Regions from separate parts of the Anser cygnoides genome. Here region 1 is linked to region 2. A link is a contact called in public Hi-C data. All regions are on one chromosome and are shown on one strand. The core of a region is the stretch at or near the end of the contact, and the rest is flanking DNA. Distances in the headings are between cores, read along the strand shown. Region 1 holds the start of CNOT8 (CCR4-NOT transcription complex subunit 8). Region 2 holds the start of MFAP3 (microfibril associated protein 3).

Evidence for each region. Hi-C and Micro-C count contacts between places; a contact is called where the count stands out from the background.
Region 1: a Hi-C map of liver shows a contact between it and region 2, with 1.7 times the contacts expected there. The contact joins the promoter of CNOT8 here to the promoter of MFAP3 in region 2. A contact is called at or near these places in 3 of 7 Hi-C or Micro-C datasets (granulosa cells and liver).

What each region holds. Positions count from the first base shown.
Region 1 is chr14:7,402,163-7,407,331 of Taihu_goose_T2T_genome, reverse strand. It overlaps CNOT8 (CCR4-NOT transcription complex subunit 8), which reads right to left and starts at 2,306. Exons shown (of 6, transcript XM_013176015.3): 1 at 2,138-2,306; 2 at 715-908. The coding sequence starts at 2,254. FAXDC2 (fatty acid hydroxylase domain containing 2) reads left to right here and starts at 2,339. Exons shown (of 10, transcript XM_066977234.1): 1 at 2,339-2,530.
Region 2 is chr14:7,141,494-7,146,733 of Taihu_goose_T2T_genome, reverse strand. MFAP3 (microfibril associated protein 3) reads right to left here and starts at 1,559. Exons shown (of 3, transcript XM_067005428.1): 1 at 1,425-1,559. FAM114A2 (family with sequence similarity 114 member A2) reads left to right here and starts at 1,439. Exons shown (of 19, transcript XM_067005426.1): 1 at 1,439-1,594; 2 at 2,057-2,199; 3 at 2,315-2,514; 4 at 2,732-2,831; 5 at 3,306-3,401; 6 at 3,688-3,800; 7 at 4,735-4,869; 8 at 5,032-5,190. The coding sequence starts at 2,317.

The DNA of each region.
Region 1 (5,169 bases), core at 1,057-3,556, 260 kb before region 2:
GCACTTGAAGCACTAACAAGTCAGCCCTTTCAGAAAAATTCCCCACCTGCTGCATTTTGGAAAACTGGAGTGACCATTAGGCTCTCTCTCCGCATCTGTCTCTCTAGAAAATTCCTATCAAATCACTTTCAATATGATCATTGCACCCTCCCACATACAAAACAAGCTGTTCTGAAATCTTAACTGGACTGCAGTTAGGATTTACACTCCTTATAACAAGATTCATCCCCTTGAACAGCTGTGACAATTCCACTGTTTTTTTTCTTTAGATGCCAGTTTATATTTTAGCATGGATCTGCAAAGAGAGATTCTCCTTTTTGCTGAAAACAGCACATCCATTTCTTTTTAGCAGGAAGAGATGGATTTAATTGTTTAAATGATTATACAATATAGAGAGACAGATACAGAAAGTGTATAAAGTTTAAGACCATAACATTTTTCCAGAAGCCAAATTTAGGGCACACAGAACTACTGGGCATAGGCTATTTATGAAGGGAAAGGGTATTACAGACAGTATTTTAGAATGGCTTTGACTTCCAGAAATATTGCAACTCCTGTCATGCCAAAATAGGGTTCCATAAAATCAGAATCTGAATTGTTACTGCTCAGAACCAACCACCGATGACAAACACACGGACGGGCTTCTGCATTTCCCAAAGACAAGCACCACTTCAGCAGCAGTGGGCAGACTATTCCCTAGCTCAGAAGACTCACGTAAGGTTGAACTTGAAGTTAAACTGCCAGGTGTTGATCCCGGAAGGATATTCTCCTTTCTCATTTGTGAAAGTCAGGCCCAGCTGGATAATTTTCAGAAGGTCAACATTGCACCGAAGGAGCTGATACTGATAGTCGATGGAGCTGCGGAATTCACCTATTGGCCTTACAACAACCCCCGGAAACTCTGTGTCCTGGGAAAGAAGAGCAAATCTTATTTCATCACTTGTTCCACCAGGAGAATGTTCAATTCCACACTTGCAGGTCTCAACGCTGCATTCTGTGAATCCTTCTATAAAAAACTCTTATTTTTAATCCTGTTTCATATTCTATTACGGATACTACACTGTTACAAGTGTTCTTTCATTTCCATCTACTATGTGAAAACTCTTTTACTTAGGCAGTGATTGTGTGCTATCTTTGCTGAAACCCAAACTTTTAGACTATATTTACTCTTAGATTACATCACGTAACTTCTACAGCATACACGAAAACTTTCATAAAGAACCCAGTGCTGCATATCTTACAACATTTCTCTCTTGCCCAATGTCTTTGTGTGTCCACTCCTACAACACAGCTATTAAAACAGGTGATGAACACTCTCAGTGAGATGAAACAGAACTCAAATTGAAGCGAGAGAGCTCACTTCCTATCAGCATATGGCAACAAAAGATTCTATTTACTTGCACAACTTTGTTCTACGTTGGATTTTACAGACCCTAAAGGGACGTGTATTTTTATGCCACACTTTTATAACAGACTTCTCACATCTTTAAGTTTAGTAACCCCAATCAAAGTTGGCATAACTTACAGTACCGTAACTAAAAACATGTATGGAACTGACCAGCTCCTGCCAAGTGAGTGTAGGCTATTAAGAGCAGAGAATCCTTCCAACCGGAGGATATTCTGGTCTTCTTAAGTAAAACCTCCTGGAACACACTGTCATATCTACAGCCAGAATATTTTTCTTCCACAAGAATCAACATCTGACCACACCAGAAAGAGACACTCCTGCTAACGAGCTGTCACTGGCAGGTTTCTCTTCCTACAGTTCTGCGTCAGTTTCCATAGCCAAAAGGGGAAAGAAATTCAAAGGACAAATACGGCGGCAGAACACTAAAGACTTTGTACATCTGACCCATTCCATTTTCTATTGCATAGGCTAACACACATTGAATGACTAAATATTAAATTAATCCAGTTGTTTCAGGTGGTCTCTCTTTCCTGCCTATCAGTCAATCTGAACACGACATATGCACTACGTTCTGGAAATGAACATGAACAGCTTTCTAGTTTTTCACCACTTCTAGCTTAATTTGGTCAGGAACAGGGGAAATCGTTTCTTGCCCAAGAACCAACTAAATCCCCTTCCCCACCCAAAACCCCTTCCCTGAGACAAGCAGATCACGTATAAAACATTTACCATCGCGATGTAGCTGTAACTTAGCACAATCTCTCGGATTTTCCTCATCTCCTCTTCCAGATTGTTTGCCCATACTTCGCAGATAACCTGGCTGTTCTCTGCAAGGGCTGCAGGCATTTTGCAGCGACCAGGGCAAAGACAGCCGGTGAATTCAGATGGCAGGGCAGAGCTGCAAGCTGCACGATCCAATCAGCGTGCTGTGCTAAACAGGTAAAAGAAATCGTGTTTTACATGAAGATCTCCGTGAAGGAAGGAAGGATTTGGCAGAGCAGCTCATGCTTCTGTTTGCACCTTCAGACAGCCCGCGTGAAGCTTGCAAGAGGATTTTGGGCATTTTGTGAGCCTGTGGACGCGGTGAAGGAGAAGCCGATCTAAAGCACGCCGGGCACACAGGTAACAGGGCAGGTACCGGAGCCCCTTACCTGCCCCCTACCCCACCCCGCACCGGGCTGAGGCACCCGCGCAGACAGCTCGGCTTCCCCCGGAGCGCCCCGCCGGCACCGCGCCCGCGCCAGGCGCCCCGCAGGCCGCGCCGAGGCCTCTCACCGCGGGGCAGAGCCGCGACAGGCCCCGGCCGGGCCCTTCCCGCCCCCACGCCCCGCTTACGGCCTCGGGGCGGCCCCGCGCGAACGGCCCGGCCCCGGGGGAGGCTCCCGGGACAGGCCCGGGGGGCTCCGAGGGGTCCCTGAGGGGCTCCGAGGGCTCCCGGCCCCCCCTCACCTCCTCGCCGCCGCCGCCCCCTGGAGCCGGGCCGGGCCCCGCCCCCCCGCGGGCCGCTCTAGCCGCCGCTCCCCCCGCGTCTCATCTGCTCCGGGCTCCCCCATCCCCTCCGCTCCCCTCCCCCCACCCCCGCCGCTACCTGCCCGGAAGCCGGGGCCGGGCCCGTGGCGCACCGCGCAGGCGCGATGAGGCCTCCCTCCGGGCCTTAGGCGGGATTTCCGGCTCGCCCTCCCCGGATCTCGCGAGAAGTGGGTGGGGAAGAGGCGGCGGCGGGCGGGCGCGCGCGCGCCGCAACGTGCCCTGCCGCGCGCCCGCCGCGCGCGCGCCCGCAGGGGAGGGGAGGGGAAGGGAGGGGGGAGAGGGAGGAGCGCTGCGCGGATCTGTGCGCATGCGCAGGGCCGCTGCCCTTGCGCTGAGGCGCGCCCCCTGCGCACGAGGGAGATGGGCTCGCCCGGCGCTCCCAGAGCGCGGAGCTTGGGCGAGTCCAAAGGCTGCGGGCGGGGGGAGGCAGCAGGGTGCGGGCCTTTGTCACCCTGGGCACGGCCCGACCCTGCCAGCGCCGCCTCGCCTCAGCGGTCGCTGTGGTGGCCCCGTCTGCCAGCTCTGAGCTGGCTCTGGCTTCTGTTCCAGAAACGTTATTTAAGTCACATTAACACCAAAACTTCACTAAAACAGCCCAACACGGCTTCTAGTGTCACGCAGCTGCCAGCACCACTGCTTTACTGGCTGATGGCAGATACGTGATTGATTTGGAAGCCTGTCTACGAATTATAACGCTTAGATAGTATTTCCTCGCTTTTAGGCTGCCAGCCTCCTCGGACAGGGTTGCATCTGTTAAAAATGGATTACATTTCTCATAGTGCTTCAGAATTGCTATCTGCCCAGCGTTCGGGGTCAGCTGGAAGCTTTCATTGACTCAGCAGCCTGATTACCATTTAGATAAATAAAAGTATCTGGAAAAAAAAATAAATCTTGGTATCTCTTACACTTCAGGCATAGTTCAGTCTCTCAGGTTTAGCGTTCATACCTCAGCAGAAATGCAGATGTAAATGGAGAGGTTTTTTCTGGACACTGCTCTCTGTCAAGTGACCTTGATGCTGTCAGCATCTTCTGAGCTCTATTTTGATTCAACGTTTATCTTTGTAGGTGATAGTTACTATTTTGCCTTCTGAGCTCAGAACTTCACTCAGGTTGTGTAATTCATGCAACATGCTAAATTGGCAGAAAGTTATCACCTTTAACAAAGAGAAGTTATTTTATGAAATGTCTGATCAAAAAAGCATTTCTACTAAGAGAAAATCAGACTTTGTGCGTTCCTCAGAGCTGAGCCTTGGCAGGGATTGCATTAACTGGAGGGTTTCTAGTGACGGTACCAGTTTAGGACACAGGCTAACCAACAAACAGAAGCAGCTTTTAGATTACTGCTGACCTGCACTAGACCCAGACTTGCAGCAGCAGGTAAATGAAGTTTACATCCTTATGACTAATACTCTAATCTGTCTGCTCCTACTGGGCATAAATCTTTCAGATAGAACCCGTGTCTGAATTGAACAGAGGTTAAAAAAGAACACTGAGGTCTGTGAAATTCACTGGCTTATCACATTCTTTAGGATACTGGATGAACAGCCCTCCCAGTGCAAGATCAAGTCCAAATAAAGGACAGGACAGCATTCATGCTCTTTAGATGCCAGTTCCCACTTCCTCCTCTGTACATGTGCAAATAGTTTGGAGGAATTGCATTGCTCCCTGTTGAGTCTGCTGTCTACAGTAAATAACAATTAGTAGCAACAGCTGAGAACTAAAAAAACTCTTTCCCCACTAGGGAATAGATCCCATTAGTCAAGAGAAAGCATTGATGAAAACAGCAAAGGTTCTAAGTCTGAAATGAAACAACAGCAAATGTTTACTGTACTGATGACAAACAGCACTGGTTGGGAGGGGAGTTCAGGAATATTCCTTCAAGAAAAAGTTAATTGATAAAAATATAGATATAGTGGTAGGTGCAAGAAATCAGGCAGACAACAAGGCACCACCGCTATTCGTGCTTGCAGATCTCTCTGCAGCATTAACTACTGCTAGCCTGAGATGTTGCTTACAACAGCATATATTGCTTCGTGCATGTATGGCCATGCAAAGCTAACCGTGAGGGAGAGGAGATGGTCCTTGTCTTTCCTTGAGTGGAAAAATAAATCTGGTTACTTATGTCAAGTAACACCCTCACTTCTTCAGTTGGACTAGATGATCTTGGAGGTCTTTTCCAACCTTAATGATTCCATGATTCTCAGAGCTTCGTTCATAATAGGACGCTGTAT
Region 2 (5,240 bases), core at 310-2,809:
GTGTCTGCGACTTTCCTTCTAAAACGACATTAGAAACCTCAGTCAATTATTTAACACAAGAAATACTGAGCAACATTTTCCCTCATAAGAATAAGATAATTATCTTCGGTAATTGCATAGGCTCTCTGCTATATCTGCGCTGAGCTTCCATAATTGGTGAAGGGTCATTGAATTTTACTGTTAAACTCTTTAAAAAGGCCTGATTTATTAGAAATTGTTTGTCACGTTTCACTTTTGGAAAACCCATTCCTGTTAAGCAGACAATGACGTCTTATTGCTGAACGCTGGGGAAAATGATTTGCAAAACCCACATTCTTCGACCACCACACTTATGCAAAACAGCTGCTGGAGCTGATAAAGGATCCAGAAAGGATAAAGCGCGAGCGGTGCCAACGGTACAATTCCTCAGGAAGGCGTTGGAGCCAAGCAAGATGAAATGTGCAGGCCAGAAACTGGCGAGCTGACAGCCGGACCCCAGGTTGAGCTCAACGCATTTAACCTTTGTGAAACCGAGCTGTAACAACACAAAGCAGCGCGAAGATGAAAATCCACGATGCGTATGCTTACAGGAGTCATCGCTGGCTCTCAGCCTGAAAAAACGTGTGTTTCACTTAAAGTACTCTAGTCCCACTGAGGTCAGTGGGAGTACTAAGAACACTTAAAACTGCACATATTTATAAAGTGCTGCAAAACTGGGGCCCGAGAGGTTCTTTGGCTTTACGGTCAGGGCTCACAGCACGGTCAGTAACCCCAAAATGTGAGTTTGGGTGACGTTGGGGGCGATACGGGCGTGATGCTGGGGAGAGCCACGGCCACCGCTGCCAGCACGGGCATGCCCACAGGGAGAGCTCGCCCTCGGCCTGCAGCGGCTCTGGAGAAAAACCAAAAACCCCCAAACCAGCCCAAAGAGCTGCAAAACCCCCAAATCCCCCAAACCAGCCCCGAAACCAGCGGGAGGTGCGAGCCTGAGGGAAGGGGCCCAGGAGGGCCCAGGGCTCGCGCTGTGGGCAGCAACAACCCTCACCCCCATAACTGCTAAAAACCACTAAAAACCGCATAAAAAGTCCTCAAAATTGGATAAAACGTGCTAAAAACTGCTAAAAACTGCCAAATTCCCCCCGCGGGGGCAGGAAAACCGAGCGGCCCCCGGCCCCGGGCGCAGGGACAGAGCCGCGACGTGTGACAGCCCGACGGCCTCGGGGGCGTGACGTCACCGGGCTCTGACGTCACCGGGCTCTGACGTCACCGGGCTCTGACGTCACCGGGCGTGACGTCACGCCATAATATTCCCCCCCTCCTCCCCCCCCCCCCAAAATAAACCACCGAGCAGCCGCCGCCGCGCCGCTCCCCGCCCGGCTCTGACAGGCAGGGAAGGCCGCGCCGCCGTGAGGAGCTCGGGGGGGCCCGGCCGCAGCCCCGCGTACCTCCGGTACCGGCACCCGCACCCCGACACCGCCAGCTCCGGCCCCGCCGCCGCCGCCGCCCGGACGCGTTTCCCCCCGCTCGCCCTTCCGGGCCCCGCTCCGCTTCCGGGTTGAGGCGGCCGGGGCCGCTCTGCGCCTCGTCTCGATGGTGCGGTCCGCCCGGCCCCGGGGTGAGGGATGGGGCGGGGTGGGGGGTGGTAGGGGGGATGAGGGGGGGTTTAGGGAGCCCCGGGGTGCTCTGAGGGGCCGCGGCTGTGGGGTGGGAGCACGGGGGGCGCTGGGCGGCCGGCAGCTCGGGACCGGTCTCGGGCCGGCCCTGGGAGGGCCCTGGGAGTGGTGTCGGGGGCTGCTGGGGCTCTTGGGGCTCCTCAGGCTCCTGGGGCTCCTCTGGGGTTCATCTCATGTCCTGGGTGGCTCAAACACCCTGAGGAATCTCAGCCCTAAATACTGAACCAAACGACCCTCAGCGTCCCCACCACCCACTCTCATTGCTCTCCCCTTCGGGATCCAGCACCCTCCAGAGCAGCCACCCCACACGATTTGTCCCCCTCCCCCCTTTTATTTTTTTTGGAGAAGCAGGTCACGGATTTAATCATCTGAGGACCTTTTGTACCTCTCCGTTTGTTTTTCAGAGTTAACAGCCTGTCTTTTTCGTGTGGTGGTGAGGTAAAGCCACGTGTTCCTGTGGGGCTTTAAACTTCCAGGTGTGACATTTCGTGCAGCCAGACATAACGCGGTGTGCAGGCTCGCTTAAAAATATAATCTGTTCATGCAGGTATGTGTGGTAACAAGAAGGGATCTGAATCGTTGCGTTTAATTATTTAAAACTAATGTCAGTGTGTACATGGAAGTGATTGTTTTATCTGCTGTGCTTTCTGTGATTGTCATAGTCATGTCTGAAAAAGACAGCGGTGAAAATCTGGAAGAGGAAGCTTCTTACGAAAATGAACAAAAATCAGAAGAACTTGGCCACGCTGAGAGCAGCAAAGAGAAAGAGCAAGAGCCTGTGCCTATGACTCGGAAAAGACCTGAACCCAAACCCCCATGTCAGTCTGCTGCCACAGAAAAGTCCACTGCTGACACCCTCAAGGTATGTTTCTGTGCTAGGTCTGAATGACATGACTTCATGTTTCACGGCTTTATGCTCAGAAGAATTCTGACTGTAAGCCTCACTCCTTTTCTGAAAATTGACATCGCTGTTTATTTGAAAAGAAAAAGTGTCACAAAAGTTACGCATCACAAGCTGATTGTGTTCCTCTTGACACCATCATATCTGCATCACTGTCTTCTGCTTTTCTTCATTAAAGGCCTCAGATTCTCCTTCTGCAGCTCAGACAGGATGGGGGTACTGGGGAAGCTGGGGGAAATCTCTTCTGTCAACTGCATCTGCCACTGTAGCTACTGTAGGTAAGTCTCTTTCTGGTATTTGATAAATGTTGTAACCATATGTCACGTTACAAGCTAATGCTTTTGAGCTTGTTTCTAGAGAATGGGGTTCTGTTGTAGAAGCAAGTATTGGAAAATGTCAAGAGAACTGTTCAAGTAAAGGGAAAACCTGTACCAAAATGTACAATAACATTAAAGAGAAGTGCACAAACAAAACTACTTTCAAGTTTTTGAGGCGTTTGCATAATTTTCAGTTGACGTTTTAAAGCTTTGCCACTTGAGATGAAATTTTTGCAAACCTGAGATGAAACGTGAGTTCATTAAACTGGCAAGCAAGCAAGACGGGGAGTAGTAGGTGTTAGCGTGGGTTAAACTGTTTTGAACAGGAGGAAGCCAGAACAGTAGAGAAACAATATACAACCCTGATCCTGTTTCTGCTCTAATGAGGAATAAAATGTATCTCATGGTTAAAGTAACACTGCTATCTTTCTCTAGGTCAAGGTATTTCAAATGTCATAGAAAAAGCAGAAACAACTCTTGGGATCCCCAGTCCTAGTGAAATTTCTTCGGAGACCAGAGATGCTACAAGAGGTCAGTTTTTATTGCATAAGAATAACACTGAAACATATCTTACAATATAATCAGCCCCAAAATATCGTAACATTACTCCGTATCTCTCATATTGGTATAGATAACTAAGTGCTAAAACAACACATTATTGCTTACTGGTGTTAGTTCCGAAAAGTAGGTGGGAGAATAATAGCAATTCTAGGCCTGATCCTGACTGACACTTTGCGTTTGTTAATTTTCTCCACTCAGCAGGTGACAGGATCTTTTTGGGGGAGTGAGGAAGTTAATTTTCTACCTTCTATTGCAGGAAGTGAGAATCCTGATGATAACAGCACAGATGCAATTGCTGATGGCAGTCCCTTTCCTATTGCTGGGGCTCTTGGTGTTTTATCAACCATCTCTACTGCTGTCCAAAGCACAGTGAGTGAGTTGGGAAGGCAGAAAAAAATGTGCTTGAGAGCATTGTCTGAAGTATCTTATCAGGAAACATTTAATTTTGGCTTTTCTGGCATAAATGGTGAGAGACTATCTCAGCGTTCAGACAGTCTTTATCTCGTGCCATGCTTCTAACTGGCACTTGATGTGTCAGTTGTTTTGAATTTTGTTAGTTTTATATTAAATGCTGATGCATAACAAAGATGCCCAACATTGGACTGTGTGGTGCGTGCATTGCCATGCATGTCACCTCTATACTCTGTTACCATGCTCTCTTCCTTTAGAGTACATGGCCAAATGGAGGGTCAGGCTAATTCATGGAATACTTTCACTGATTTTCACAGAACTGTCTAGAGATGAAATCCATTCTCGGGTTCAAAAACGTCTGTGAAACTGGCCTCAATTGCTTGGAAATCGGCTTGCTCCTGTGACCATGAGAAATACACTTCAAAGAACCCATTACCCTTAGAAACTGTGCTTTTGTGATCTACCGTCTTGTCAATTTGCCCATGAATCTGAAAGAGCTGCAGATGGAAAGCTTGCTTCTGCTTTTAGGGCTTGAACAAGAATTTAGCAACCAACACAGCCCACAGGTCTAGCGTTTTCTGATTGGAGCAATTAAAAACTAAATACTTAAATGTGCTGAGAACCAGCTCCTTCACAAAATAAAAATGTTTCCCATCAGATTGCTGCAGCTGTCTGAGTGCTATATTAAACTGTTGGATGATAGTGTATTGTGGCTCTTTCCATGCCTTTCTGCTCTGATTTTGGTGATTAGTGTTGAATTCTAGAGTGATAAGGACCAGTTTGGCTTGTATGTGAGTGCCTAGCGTAACGCAGACTGTATAAAGCCCCCAGTATAAGCTGTTTAGTCTTCTGTGACTCTTATGCACTGACCATATCCAAATCTGCTTCCTAGGGGAAAAGTGTGATTAGTGGAGGTCTAGATGCCTTGGAATTCATCGGAAAAAAGACAATGGATGTGATAGCTGAGGGAGACCCTGGATTCAAAAAAACAAAGGGCCTAATGAACAGAAACTCTACGCTATCTCAGGTATGGCTGTTTCATATCAACTCCTTGTTGATTCTTGTTTGTTCTTCCTTCTTTTGCGGTCCTGTCATTAAGCAGCCATTTCTTATTGTTAAACCATAAGTCTTCTCTTCCCTATTCCATATGTTCTGGTGCTGATCTGAGTCCTTTGGTTTTCTTTTTCAGGTCTTACGAGAGGCAAAGGAGAAAGAAGAGCAGCAGACAGCTACTGAGGTTACCATGGCTACGGAGAAGAAAGCCCATTATGGATTACTGTTTGACGAGTTTCAGGGTCTTTCGCATCTGGAGGCCTTAGAGATGCTTTCCAGAGAGAGTGAATCAAAGGTAATGGCCTTGAGCAATTTTCCTTCTATTTTTGAGTTCAGCTGGGCAAG